2 separate regions of the Mus musculus genome follow, and region 1 is linked to region 2. The links are chromatin contacts, called in public Hi-C maps. All regions are on one chromosome and are shown on one strand. The core of a region is the stretch at or near the end of the contact, and the rest is flanking DNA. Distances in the headings are between cores, read along the strand shown.

Region 1 (2,859 bases), core at 353-2,852, 110 kb before region 2:
TCCCACTGAGCCGCAACCCCAGCCCAAAATAAATGAACCTTGACTATTTTACGAAAAACTCTTTAGCATTCCTTGTCATTAATACAAAACTGGAGACCAATCCAAGCAGTGTTAACTTTCCAATATGGCCTTGCCTCTTAGTCTGTTGATTTGGAAAATTGAAAGGTCAGGTGTGTTCTGTTTTTATTATTACTAATTATTATTATTAATGTATACATTATTAACAGTAGCTGTTGATATTCAAAGTAAACAAAAATTTTTTAACTTTTCAGTTTTTACCAATTTATAAATATTTTTTTTATTTGAAGACTGCTTTTGTTTTTAGGTCATGGGCCATTTTCTCATATGTTTGATGGAAGGTTTATCCCACGGGCTCGCCCAGAGAAAAAGTGGAAGGTATGTATTGATGTGTCGCAAAGTCCATAGAAAGAAGTAGTATTTTATCTAGTTATTCAACTAAGATCTGTTTCCTTCTGTGTGTTGTAGCATCCTTCCCTGGGACAGCATTCAGGGTGCTTCTGTTCATGGGTCTGTGTTTCAGCCCTCACAGTAGCCTGTGGAGAAAGGACCTTATCTTCTGTTCAGAGCCCTCAGAAGCATAGAGATGTGCCTGACTTCACAGGGTCATGGAGTGGTGGACCAGCCCTGGAGAGCCAGCTCCCCTCTTTCAATGCAGTGTCCGTTCTACTCTGTCAGATTACTGTAGACTTTGTTTTCTTTTAAAGATTTATTTATTTGTTCATTCATTTGTTATATATACAATATTCTGCCTGCAGAATCAGAACTCTTAGGCATCAGCTCTCATTTTAGATCGTTATGAGCCACCACGTGGCTGCTGGGAATTGAACTCAGGACCTCTAGAGGAGTAGACACTACTCTTAAACTCTGAGCCATCTCGGCAACCCCTAGGGTTTGTTTTTAAAGCCCAGCTTCAGCTTTCATTTTGGTAATAGCCGTGAACTTAAGTATCGTCGGTCTCAGTAACTGAGCGTTTGTTTTAACACGGGGTCTTCCTATATAGTTCAGGGTGACTTTGTCCTCTGTTCTGCCTCAGCCTCCCCAATGCTGAGCGTATGGTACACCCTCACTTCAGGCTTTAAGCGAACCCTTTATAATTACACATTTACTGGAGATGAACCTGTACATTTTGAAGCAGTTTCTGAGAAATGAGATTGGCTTCCCAGTTTCTACTACCCTTGGCATAGAAAAGCGCAGGGACGCAAGACGAAAGCTCCTTACACGCCAAGCCCTTTGTTCTCTGCCCTCTTTTTTTTTTTTTTTAGGTATAATTTGCATTCAATAAATTATGCAGATATATGTTGTGTTGTTTTTATTCTAGGACAAGGTCTCACTGTGGAGACCAAGCTGGCCTTGAAACTGTTGCCTGCTTCTGTTTCTGTAGAGCTAGGATTAAAGGCGTGTGCTATCTATCCATCCCTCCTGGCTGAAACTGTGCAGAGCTGATCTGAGTTTGGCAAGTGGGGATGTGGACCATTTTCATCATTTGGAAATTTCCCTTGTGTCAGGCTTGTTTTCTGTGATGCTGGCGATCAGACCCACAGCAGTGCACACACACACACACACACACACACACACACAGCTTCACCTCTCTCCTCTTAGATGTGGTATCTTGGTTTCCCTTATACTATCAAAGCTGTTGCAAATATGATTTCCTGTTGTTTGCACTTCGTGGGGGGGGGGGCTTAGGGGGGCTTCCTCTAATGTTTAACCATTTAAAAAGTTGATAAGTGGGCTAAGAGCAAAGGTTAGTGGGAGATCCCTTGACAACAATTGACTTGTTAGGTTTGCTCCCCGGCACAGTACAGTCATAAGTGAATGCTCTTTTGTGCCGTATAATGATTTTAAGATTCCTGCACGTTGATGGCTTCTTACTGCTAAGATTGTATCCTAGTGTATGAGCCACAGTTTGTCCTTGCTTCTTTGGATGAACTTCATGTTGTTTTGGATTTGAGCTACTACATCTCAGGTTGCTGTGGGTGATGCTGTATAACAGCTCTGTGGAAATATCTTCTCCTGTCTCCTGACTGAATACCTGAAGTAGAATTACTGAGTCATATGCCAGATGTTTACTTAACTGGGTTTTCCAGTGTGCTCTACTTTACCCGCTCACAAGCAGCGTGTGAAAATCCCAGATGCTAGTCCACAACCTCACCCTGTGTGAATAGATAGCTCTTGGCCCGTCCCCTCCTACTTTTCCTCCCTTTTAACACCTGCTTGCTTTTGGCCGATGAACAGTTAGGGAGTTAGTTGTCCAGGGTTTATAATTTCTTTCTCAAGCAGGACTGATCTAATAGGATCTAGGAGCTACTCTGCCGTTATTGTATGTGTGCCATGTGTGTATATTTGTCTCTCTCTCTCTGTGTGCTATATGTGTGTTTGTGTGTGCGCGTGCCTGATGTGTGTGCGCTAGGGGTCAAATACATATGTTATACATGTGATAGGTAAGTGCTGTACAACTAAGCTGTATCTCCAGCCTTTAGAAAATATATTTAGGGGCTGGTGAGATGGCTCAGTGGGTAAAAGCACCCGACTGCTCTTCCGAAGGTCCGGAGTTCAAATCCCAGCAACCACATGGTGGCTCACAGCCATCCATAATGAGATCTGACTCCCTCTTCTGGAGTGTCTGAAGACAGCTACAATGTACTTACATATAATAAAAAAATAAATAAATCTTTAAAAAAATATATATTTACTTTTTTCATTTCATACTTGACCTCATGTGGAATTAATTCTTCTATACAAATAGTACAAATACAATCTTCCCTTTATTTATAAGAATACTTTTTTTTTCTTTTAACTGTCTTATCTGCAGTTATAGCCCCAGCTTAATAAGGATAA
Region 2 (2,700 bases), core at 114-2,613:
AGGGAGCCACGGAAGACTTCCGAGCAAGGATGTTTACTGGGACTGGATTCCACGAGGCAGTGATCTCAGTGTGTCCCAACATGGCCAGCTCTGGCCGGGAATATTAAGTTCTGTTTTGGGGACATCAACACATGAGGTGCTCCAGGAAGTGATATTCAGGAATAAGAACACACCTCTTCCAGATAGCTGTTGAAACTATTAGACCAGAATGGCAGAGTAGAAACTTCTGGAATACACATTTCTACCTCTTACCAAAAAACTTCCAAGGGACCACAATTACTTCAAAATGGTCAAAATTATCAAAATTATGGTTCAGCTAGCCATCTTCTGCTTTTTTTTTTTTTTTTTTTTTTTTTTTTGGTTTTTTGAGACAGGGTTTCTCTGTATAGCCCTGGCTATCCTGGAACTCACTCTGTAGACCAGGTTGGCCTCGAACTCAGAAATCCACCTGCCTCTGCCTCCCAAGTGCTGGGATTAAAGGAGTGCACCACCACTGCCAGACCCATCTTTTGCTTCTTTGTTTTTTTTGTTTGTTTTTTGTTTGTTTGTTTGAGACAGGGTCTCACTATGTATCCTTGGCTGGCCCGGGTACTAGGCTGGCCTCAAAGACACAGAGATCCTCCTGCCTCTGTCTTCCCAGTACTGGGATTAAAGGCATGCACCACCACAACTGGACCTTTGGAATCTTTCGTACTACTCTCAGTTCACAAGGTTCAGATCTGAAAGGATTCACTTCATTGATGCATGGGGGGCATTCTGATGCCTCTATACCTTGTCCTGAAGAAGACCCTCCCAGGCACGGGACAGTGGAACAGACATGAGCACTGAACATCTAGCGTCAACATAGAAGGGTGGAAGGAGAAAGGAAAGGCTTTCCAGGCAAAAAGCATGCTCGAACAAAGGAACAGAGGCAAGAATTGGCACGGGGTTGTGGCAGTAGGGTTGGCTGTTAACGCTGGCAGGGGGTGTGCTTGAACTTTGCTAGGTACTTAAGGGCCCATGGGAGGGGCCCATGGAGCAGGAAGATAGGCAGGGTACAGACTGAGCTCAGAGCTCCAGTTCTCCCTGGAGAAAGTCACTGTCCAGACTTTTGGAATCAAAGAGATAGAGGGGAAGCCATGGCCTGGAACAGCACCACACCCATAGGTAGGATGTACGGCGGGAAAAGTCAGCAAACTGGTGTTTTGGAGAGGTCAATCCCCAGGCCTGGACGTAGCTGCAGATGTGCTTGATCTGTAGCTGGGTGAAAACGGTAGGACAAGGTGCGCTTGGGCCAGAACGTTAAATCCCGGAGTACGCAGGCGCTCCGCCGGAGGCACGGGTTGCGCGAGCCAGCGCGGAAGGCGGAGGCTGCGCACGCGCAGTTGTTCGGCGGGAGTTTCGTAAGTAGCGGAGGCAGCGGGGAACCCCGAACCGGACTGACGCGGGAGAGGACCTTCTGCGGCGACGCCGAGTTTGCAGAGGTGACCTTGGGCTTACTGGTTCAGGAACGCGGGGAGGGGAGCTGGGCTAGACCGGCGTCACGCTGGGGTTCGGGACCCGGATGTGGTTCTCCCCTGACCCGCCTCTGCCCGGCCCACCGGCCGCTCCCAGCCGCAGGGCCCCGGGGGCTCAGAGACTTTCTCCTGACAGGACGCCTGAAAGAAGGCCACTCCTCGCTCCCGGGCACTGCTGGCGTCCTTGACTCCAGATAGTGGCCTGGGACAGGTCGGAGGGCTGGGGTGGCAGCCGGGGTTACACTGCTGTGCCCCGGGAACCTGGGTCTCCCGAAAGAGTCCCTTACTCAGAGTTGTGGGACCTGTTGTTGATTGGGATAATGACGTCAGAAGGCTGTCACGTGTACAGCCTCAGAAGCGCTTCAATGTCTGTTATCCAAGCTGGAGTCTGTGTGATCACCCACGAGGATTGTGGTGATTTAGATCTTTAGAGTCTTTGTCCTTTCAGTATGGTCCCTCAGCCTCCATTCGCTTTTACCAAGCGTCCTCCACATTCAGCGGTCTTTTGGGAGGGAGACTTAGATGCAAGGTGGCGGGATGGATACTCGACCTTGCCTCTCTGTCTGTTTTCTGTGACAGGTGCTGGAAATGGGGATGTGGTGCGATCTCCAACCAGTTCTATAGAGGAAAGATGTGTGGCCTCCAAATCTGCCAAAGAGAAGTGACTGCGTATTTAAGCAGAGTTAGGGAGGAGGATGACTCTGTTTTATGGGTAGAAGGACAGATGTGGGCAGAGATTAAAAAGTAGGATTTCCAGCCATGGCAAAATCTGGAGAGAGTAAGAAGTGATGCGGGGTTTGTTTGTTTGTTTTCTCGTTTGGAAAACAAAGATCCTAAGACCTTCCACGGAACTGGGGGCTAGTGCCTCACAAAGTGAGGAGCTAAGATAGGTTCTGTAGACCGAGTTCTTGAAGACAGCAGTCAGTGATAGTAATCTTGCTGCTGAGAATCTCGGAGGAGGCAAGTGAGGGCACCTGAAGCATGAGACCTATTATGGGATAGTGAGGCCCCTGTGAGACTGGAGCTCGAACGGATCTCCTCATTTTCCTGTTTTCCTCCTTCATCCAGGATGACGTCAGTGACCAGATCAGAAGGTGAGTTTTACAGTGAAATTCAATGCCTCTTGCTTTGGGAATCAGGCTCCTGAACTATCCCAGAATCCTCCTTGGCTCCTGGTGCCTTTGGAATCACACGTGTGTGGGTT

What was found. Hi-C and Micro-C count contacts between places; a contact is called where the count stands out from the background.
Region 1: a Hi-C map of CD8 T cells shows a contact between it and region 2, with 2.9 times the contacts expected there. The contact joins the enhancer-like site here to the promoter of Dsn1 in region 2. A contact is called at or near these places in 5 of 39 promoter capture datasets (the C10 cell line, cranial neural crest, embryonic stem cells and 2 more), 1 of 484 Hi-C or Micro-C datasets (CD8 T cells), 6 of 115 datasets of contacts at active chromatin or transcription factors (the SCID.adh cell line, embryonic stem cells, large pre-B cells and 2 more) and 3 of 9 other capture datasets (adipose tissue, liver and pancreatic islet).

The regions. Positions count from the first base shown.
Region 1 is chr2:157,118,019-157,120,877 of GRCm38.p6, reverse strand. Samhd1 (SAM domain and HD domain, 1) reads left to right here. Exons shown (of 16, transcript NM_018851.4): 6 at 326-396. Among named protein-coding and RNA genes, the nearest start is that of Samhd1, 16 kb to the left of the region's middle. Within about 2 kb of position 1,602, at least 24 of the 459 cell types and tissues checked have an H3K27ac peak or open chromatin away from gene starts, as enhancers often do. A contact at or near this core is called in CD8 T cells and memory CD8 T cells, where this site is marked.
Region 2 is chr2:157,005,738-157,008,437 of GRCm38.p6, reverse strand. Dsn1 (DSN1 homolog, MIS12 kinetochore complex component) reads left to right here and starts at 1,363. Exons shown (of 11, transcript NM_025853.3): 1 at 1,363-1,463; 2 at 2,565-2,590. The coding sequence starts at 2,566.